Regions from separate parts of the Xenopus tropicalis genome. Here region 1 is linked to region 2. The links are chromatin contacts, called in public Hi-C maps. All regions are on one chromosome and are shown on one strand. The core of a region is the stretch at or near the end of the contact, and the rest is flanking DNA. Distances in the headings are between cores, read along the strand shown.

Region 1 (4,319 bases), core at 557-3,056, 270 kb after region 2:
ATAAGGGTCTTGTCAAACAGACCTTTAATATTTGGATTATATTATGGATCACAATAAAGCAACTAATATTATATTAAAGCACTGGTACATCTTGGATAGTGGTAGGAGTTATTGGAAAAAGCCTTGTTTAAAAAAATAGAAGAAACCTACTATTAAAGAGAAATTAGAAGTCAAGGTACTGCAACCCAAGGATAAAAGTAACAGGAGAAATGGAAATATTTTATTTGTTATATACTGGGAAAAATACTGGGAGAAGGCTAAGGGAACCAACATTAAAATTGCTGAGCATAGAGGTGATAAAGGGAAATGTATTCCATTTATCTATAAGAATTATGCAAAAGCCACTTTGCAGAATTATTTTTTTTTTATTTATATCATTGGCACATAAAGGGTTATCCAATAAGATGCAATTTAATGCCTTGTTTTGTAGCCCCACGAGTTACTCTTTATATTCCTTGTAGATTGTAAGCTCTTTCCTTGTAGATTGTAAGCTCTTTTGGGCAGGGCCCTCTTCACCTCTTGTATCGGTTATTGATTGCTTTATATGTTACTCTGTATGTCCAATGTATGAAACCCACTTATTGTACAGCGCTGCGGAATATGTTGGCGCTTTATAAATAAATGTTAATGTAATGTAATGTAATTAGTCTGTATATATTAGCAGCATCCATGGGTAACTATGGGCATAGAAATGCTGTATATAAAGACTGGAAACTGTATACTGTGCAGTGGTACACAAACCAGTAGGGGAAAGCACGGCCATCTTTGTTTCATCCAGAAGTGTGCATGTTTGCTGGGACAGAGGAAGAGTGGCAACAACTTTATGGTTCATTTTATGGTTCATTGAATTTTCACGTTATCTTTCATATTCTTCACAATAATTTCTCCATTACCTTTCTTTACTACAGCCCTGGAGACAAGCCCTTGGACTGAAATTATCTTTTTAATATCTTGAGTTCCTAAAAGCATATACTTTTTACTGATTTTACATATAAGAAACTGCTAATGAATTGGTTTGTGCAATATTTTATGAATTAGGACAGTTAGTTGACTAGAAGACTGGCCAGGCATGCATTTAATAGGTTTTAACCAATTGAGAAATACATACTTTTATTAAGCATTGTATTAAGAATACATTTATTTGGTGGCAAGGTTACCCCATAACATTTATATTTTTTCATTACTTTTATAACATATATGTTTTTCAACAATCATTTTTCTTCATATTCTTTTAATTTTACATCATTTATTCCAAGATCCATCAGTAGAATAAAATGTTTGGTTGAGAAAGCACAGAAATTAATAAATTTAAAAACTATAAAAAAATAATTTTCAAATATAAATCAGTTTAAGAGCATTATGCATAAAGCATATTAGGTTTTGTCATTGTATAAACATGCACCTAAACTGTAATGAATACCTAAGATTTAGAAAAATTATTAGTCTAAATGCAGAAATGACTTCTATAAAAGGTATACACATACCTATTGTTTAAGTATGTTTTCTTTATGACCTAGTAAAGTTGTTTTTGAGAATTCTCTTAACACAACAATATTAGATGGCATTGCCCCTTAACACTTAATTTTCTATCATTCTAAAACGTAACAAGTTAAAAAGCCTGGCACAAAAATGGTAAATGCAAAGTCTAAATTTAATATATTTATTTTTCAATGACTGCACAAGGTAAAAAGTTTTGCCAAAGCAAATCCAAGATCACAGACACCCCCCCCCCAATTCCTAGCACACACACTCCACATTAATTAGATCTGGCTGAGACTTCACACTCTTATCATGACTGCTGAGGAGTGCCAAGTCCTTTTGTGTGAAAATAGTCTTCTGCCAGCACCAACTGCAAGTTAACTTAATGCCTGAATTTAATGCTGAGGATTTTACTACACAACCTGAAACAAACAGATTTATGGCTAAACATTAAATAGCAAGCCAAAAGTCCAAATTTAGAGGTTTTATTGACTTCTTAGAAACAAAATAACCAGGCATATTAGTGTTTGGATTGTGCAACAGACATTCAGTTCCATTGTACTACTCAGAAGGGCATGAAAAGAAACCCTACTGTTTGAAATCCAGCGGAACATCCCCACAACAGAGCACAACTGTTCCCTTATGCATGAATGGGAAGGAGATGAAAGGAAAGATGGACTTCTGAGGTACTGAAAAAACAAAGAAAACAAAAGTGCTGATCATGAGGGAATGACACAACTCATTGCTACGAAAGGGATGAGAGAAAGGATCTCGGACAATGGAGAAGACAGCTAAGTGACATGTAGAAGAATTGAAAAATCTACAGAAGAACTGCCTTTTCTTTCTGCACTTGATGAGAAACAATTAGATGTTGGTACAGCCATCATAAAAAGATAATTGAAACCTGTTACTATCAACCTGTGTACAGTGGGTGACCCCCACAAAGGCTTTACATTACAAATTAGAATTTTGCCCTCTGTCATCTACACCACTGACCAAAATAAAAGAATATAATTTCTCTGATGCTTTACTTTGTTGGGGTTCAGCAGGAAATGTGGCACAGATAAAAAAAATTACATGATTACAGACATTTCTCACCATTCACTAAAATCCAACTCACTCAAATGCAGACAAAAATGGAAAAAATTAAACCTTTCCAACACTCAGTTATTAATCAAATATCAGTCTTTAATGAGGACCATGAAATATTCTGTGAACCGAAATGTAAATAAAGTAACAGACCAATAAAGAAGGAAAACAGGAAAATGCTAATTCATAATGGTCTTTTTTAATACACAATTGCCTTATTAACACAGTGCAATTTTATTAAATATTCAAAAAACAACATATTATTCCTACTTCTGCATAACTTGCATTACATATACGTCATACCACCCCCCCCCCCCAAAAAAAATACACACAAATAGGTTAACTTACTTCCAGAGCTTTTTTTCGTTTTGCAAAACAGCCTGGGAAAAAGGCGCTTTTCACAACTAGCCTATTGACTGTTATTATTTACGGAGTAACATGCAAGAAGATCACAAAAGTGAAAAGCAGTTATTGACCCTGTCAAAATACCTGATTAATGGATAAACGCTGTAATTGATTAGCAGAGAAGTGTGAATTAAAACAGAACTCGGCATCAATAATGAGCCTCTTACAAAGGTAGCTGACATAAAATGTAAAACGATAGCCTGCAGCTATATCTCATCAAAGACAAGCTTCCTTAAAAAGCAAAAGGGAAAAACTGTCTCAGCGCCTTGTCCTCTGCAATTCTTTTGGTCTTTTCTTTTGGTAATGATGCTATGTATTAAACCACCAGCAAACTGTTATGGGAATTACTCATCAATCCACCTTCATACATCAAGTAAAGCAAGGCTGTTAAATGGATCTATTATCTTCCCACTTCTTTAACACTTAAGGAATTCCAAGCTGTTTTTTATTTTAAATGTGTGAACTCTGCAATTCCCTGAAATCCTTTCAAATAACTTTGTTTTTCTTTGAAAATTCTAAATCAAAATGATACAGTTACAGCTCTATTTAAAGAACCACCAAGAGATTAGATTGTATTTTCGCCCAATATCTTTTTTTGCACTTGCTGATATTAGCCAGAACAAGATTTTACTCCACAAAGTCCTATATTTCAACCTAATTAATTATTCTGGGTAGTTTAGAGATGTATAATTCTATTCACTTATCCAGTTAACATTATGAATGAACCTACCATATCCATTCACAGCTAAAATATATTTCTCTGTTTTTACTGATATCCTGAATTGACATTCTATAATACACAGAATGGAGATACAGTATCAACCATTCTCCTTTTGCATAAAGCCTTGTAGAACTGTGCTGTATTTCATTACATCCAGTATACTTTAGGTTTTGTGTTTGCAAGCTTTCACACAGCCCCCTCCAGCTCTGTGGCACCCTGTGAAACTGCATAGGTCAGGTGTAGGCTTGCCCTTTGCATCATACAGAGAAAAACTGGTTCCAAAGCTGCTCTACAGAATGCATTTCCAGGAACCCATATCTGGCCATTTTAAGGGGGATGTTTATGAATTAGCTATTGGGCCTGAAAAGGCTAAAAGTAAATCCCAAACTATGGGGCTCATTTATCAAAGTACGAATTTTCGCCAATTAAAAGCACGATTGGAAAAAAATCGGACTAACCACGATAATTTCTGATGTACGTTAATTGCGCGAAAATTTGTATCGTGGGTTATACGAAAATATTGTGGTGTGATCCGAAAGTTACGAAATTTTAGTATCCGAACGATCGTAAACGGCGGGAAAACCCTTCTGACTTGATCCTTCTGTGATTTTGGAAGCCTCCCATA
Region 2 (4,021 bases), core at 245-2,744:
GGTTCATCTATAAGATTGACAGCTGAAACTAATATTTGAAAACGCTGTTGTATTTCCCCAATGATGCTACTTTGTTTCTGAGAAGATACTGTAGGCTGGTGTAAGACTAGTACAGGTATGGGATGCCTTATCCAGAAACCCGTTATCCAAAATTACGAAATGGCCATCTCCCATAGACCCAATTATAAGCAAATAATTATTATTTTTAAAATGTATTTTCTTTTTTTCTGGTATAATAAAACAGTACCTTGTACTTGATCCCAACTAAGATATAATTAATCCTTATTGGATCGATTCGGCAGCTAATCAGGCCGTGTATGGGCACTCCCGACAGGCCTGCCCGACCGATATCTGGCCTGAAATCGGCCAGATCTCGATCGGCAGGTTAGAAAATCTAGTCGGATCAGGGAGCGCATCAGTTCATTGATGTGGTCCCCAGACCGACTTTGCCTATGCCCGTCATTATAATTCGATCAAATTACACTGGATTCTCCCGATATCACCCACCCGTAGGTGGGGGATATCGGGAGAAGATCCGCTCGCTTGGCCAAGCGAGCGGATCTGCCCATGTATGGGGACCTTTAGATTGCGCCACTGGGGAAGAGACTGATGTGACTGATATACTGTATCATTTCTGTAAAGTGCTTTGTAAATGTGTTCCCACTGTTTAACAGATAACAATATTGGTGTAGCCCAAAAAAGGGTTACAGTTTATTTACAAGCCAATTTTACTTCACAAAAGATTACTACCAAAGTGTTCCTCCCAGTAAGCTGTTTCAATGTTTACATATGTGTATGCTTGCCCTAGATTAAAAGCTGTACCTTTTAGCCTTTTGTTTTTTTAGAAACATACAAATACATTTCCATTTACCAAATGAAAGAAACAAAAGGTGAAAATAAAAATATATATGAATAAAAAGTATTTCTTTGGTACCTTGCTAAAGGCCCATGAAGGACGCTAGCAGGGGAAGTTGGCAAAAAAATTTAATTTCCTTTCATTAACTAGTCTGCTCCACAAATCGGTGCTTGTTAAGTTCAAAGCAGTTTTGAGAAAAAGGTTAGTTTTAAGTCTCTTTATTCTGAGCAGTCACATCTGCTAATGAGATTTCTTCAAAATAACCATTTTTTTTTTTTAAATCACAGGCTCATAGATAAATTCAGAAGAAAAAAGAAAAATATAGGTTTATAATTTTATTGGACCAGTTTATTTTTTCTATGGCATTGCCTTTTTAGAAATCTAGCTTAAAGGGACAGAATTCATGAACAAGAGGTAATTTAGGGATGTTAGTGGCTTGTTCACATTGAGTTTGAAGGCTCTTTGTTCCTGCCTGTGACAGTTATGCGAGAATACTTCCCTCTAATCGCCTCTCTGTCAGGAAGTGTTAAACCTGCCAAATGCAGACAATTAGAGCCTCTTGAGTAAAATGCAGGAAGAGTGATGAATGATGAAGGGCCGTGATTAGAAAAGAGTTTGAAACTTTTTGCATTTCTTTTTGCTTGCAAATCTGATCACGTTTGCAAAAATGCAATTAAAAGGCAAAGTCAAACAAAACCAGTTTTTGTTTAGATACCTCAACAAAGCAGAGCTGATGGGGGCCAGCAATCAGGTTAAGAAGCAGACACTGTAAGCAGAACTTACAAAAACTAACTAAATGGGAGATCTGTCAGAGCTTTAGTTGAACTACAAAACCCAGAATGTACCAAAAGCCCAAGAATTTAAGAAAGAAAGTTCTCAAAAGCACTATGTATTAGGGAAAGTGTGCATCAGTTATTTTCAATGTCACTATGTACATTATGTTTTATAAACTTAGAGGAACCATCATTACAGGATCCTCGCTTATTAAGTTTACATCAAACTTGACCATCCACAAGCAAAAAAAACAAGCAAGCTAAAAAAAAATTTTTCATACGTATAAAGTCATAAAATGTACATCCCTGTAACTATGTAGCTAACCAGCTACAGTATGAGACCATGGCACTCAGAACCCTATACCCAAAATTCCAAAAACAGCAAAACATATCAGTCCACCTACAGAATTTATTTAGGGCTCAAATTTAAAGGAGAACTAAACCCTAAAAATGAAAATGGCGAAAAATGCAGTATTTTATATACTAAACTGACTACTCTAACCAAAAAGCTCAGTAACTGACAGCAGCACAGAACATGTGCAGTGAATCAGCAGAAAAGAAGATTGGGAACTACTGGGGGCATCTTTGGGGGCACAGATCTAAAGGGCTGGGGTTGCCTTGGGCTGGTACAGAAGCCCAAACATAATGCACTACATTTATTTTCTATTTCTTTAGTTAAAGGAAAACTATACCCCCAGAATAAATACTTAACTGACAGATAATTTATATTATGTTAAGTGACCTATTAAAGAATCTTGCCAAACTGGAATATATCAGTAAATATTACCCTTTACACCCTTTCTCTTGATCCACCATTTAAGGTGGCCATACACGGGCCGATTGTAGCTGCCGATATCGGTCCCTTAGACAGATTTGGCAGCTTATCGGCCCGTGTAGGGGCAACAACGATGGGCCTGCCCGACCGATATCTGGCCTGAAATCAGGCAGATATCGATCGACAGGTAAAAAGATTCAGTCGGATCAAATTAGCCTAAATTCGCCCAATATCGCCCACCTGTAGGTGGGGATATCGGGAGAAGATCCGCTCGCTTGGCGACCTCGCCATGCGAGCGGATCTTTACCTGTATGGCCACCTTTTGTGTGCTCTCTCAGAGATCACATGGCCAGAAATAATGCAGCTCTAACTGTAAGAGGAAGTAGTGTGGAAGCAAAAGACAGAACTCCGTCTATTAATTGACTGATGTGGCTTAGCATGTATGTGTGCCTTGGCTTGTTTGTGTGCACTTCTAAAAAAGTATTTTTCTCTTATTTAGATGAAACGAGGTTTTACACATGAGCTTGTTTATGCAATATATTTTTATAGAGACCTACATTGTTTGAGGGTATAGTTTTCCTGTAAGCTTTAGTTCTCTTTTAAAGAATCCATGTACAGTGTACCTATACTTTATTACACACTTATGTTAATGTGCAGTGAATGTATAATTATAGCAGGTATCTGCTTATTGGCCAACCAGTTAAAATACTATTTATTTTTGTAGATGGCTTTAGATCGTGGAGATGAACACTGTATGTCTGTTTATATGTGTATTTGCTTATAAAAAGTAACAGCAGCAAATAAGGGCTGGATTAGCCTGTAGGGATTATAGCAGTTTTATGACTGCTCAATATCGACAGAAATAAATCAGTCATTTAATATATTACCTTATATATAAAGGGGGAGTGTTAATTAGATGAAAACAATTAACTTGTAGATATGTAAGGCAGGTTTTGAAACCATTTACATAACATTTAAAAAATATCTGGCAAATCTATTAGAGGAATGGGACACTATCCTACAACCTGTTAATTTTAATACCTTTGTGCAGGATGAACTGCAGTCACAGCAGCATTTTTATAGATGTTATAGTGAAACAGGTATTACAGGTATGAGATCTACTACTAGGAAACCTATTATCCACAATGATTCAACATATTTTAAGTTGTGTCTAATTTACTTTTTCTCAAAAGAACAATATAACAATGTAAAAAAAAAATGAAATTTACATCCCTCTTTTCATTCATCACAACCTATCTGTGTTTATTTCTACAAGTGTAGAACATATTATAGAAAATGGATTTTGGATAAGGGGTTTTTCTATAATGTAGAACACCCTTTTTTTCTTTCTCAGTTAATATAAAGAAGCACACATAGCCCAGAAAAAGGACAAACCAATCAAAGTGGAAGAACCTGTTTAAATAGTACACTACATGAATGCTTCAGAGCTATCAAAACAAAATATTTCTGCATAATCAATGCCATACCTATAGTATGGAGGAGTCCCAAAGAGCATTTGCCTACATTCAGAGCAAGGAGCTTAACCAGGTTTGTCATTTCAGTATGTTAATCTGCTTAGTCCAGATAACTGCAAAGTACTTTCTCACCTTGACCACT

Evidence for each region. A called contact is a pair of places that touch in the nucleus more often than the background predicts.
Region 1: a Hi-C map of gastrula embryo shows a contact between it and region 2, with 2.0 times the contacts expected there. The contact joins two enhancer-like sites. A contact is called at or near these places in 2 of 5 Hi-C or Micro-C datasets (gastrula embryo and neurula embryo).

What each region holds. Positions count from the first base shown.
Region 1 is chr2:120,920,680-120,924,998 of UCB_Xtro_10.0, forward strand. All of the region lies in intron 1 of clybl (citramalyl-CoA lyase, mitochondrial), which reads right to left. Among named protein-coding and RNA genes, the nearest start is that of clybl, 83 kb to the right of the region's middle. Within about 2 kb of position 1,807, at least 2 of the 11 cell types and tissues checked have an H3K27ac peak or open chromatin away from gene starts, as enhancers often do. A contact at or near this core is called in gastrula embryo and neurula embryo, where this site is marked.
Region 2 is chr2:120,649,402-120,653,422 of UCB_Xtro_10.0, forward strand. pcca (propionyl-CoA carboxylase alpha chain, mitochondrial) reads right to left here. Exons shown (of 24, transcript XM_002937086.5): 7 at 4,012-4,021. Among named protein-coding and RNA genes, the nearest start is that of pcca, 86 kb to the right of the region's middle. Within about 2 kb of position 1,495, at least 3 of the 11 cell types and tissues checked have an H3K27ac peak or open chromatin away from gene starts, as enhancers often do. A contact at or near this core is called in gastrula embryo and neurula embryo, where this site is marked.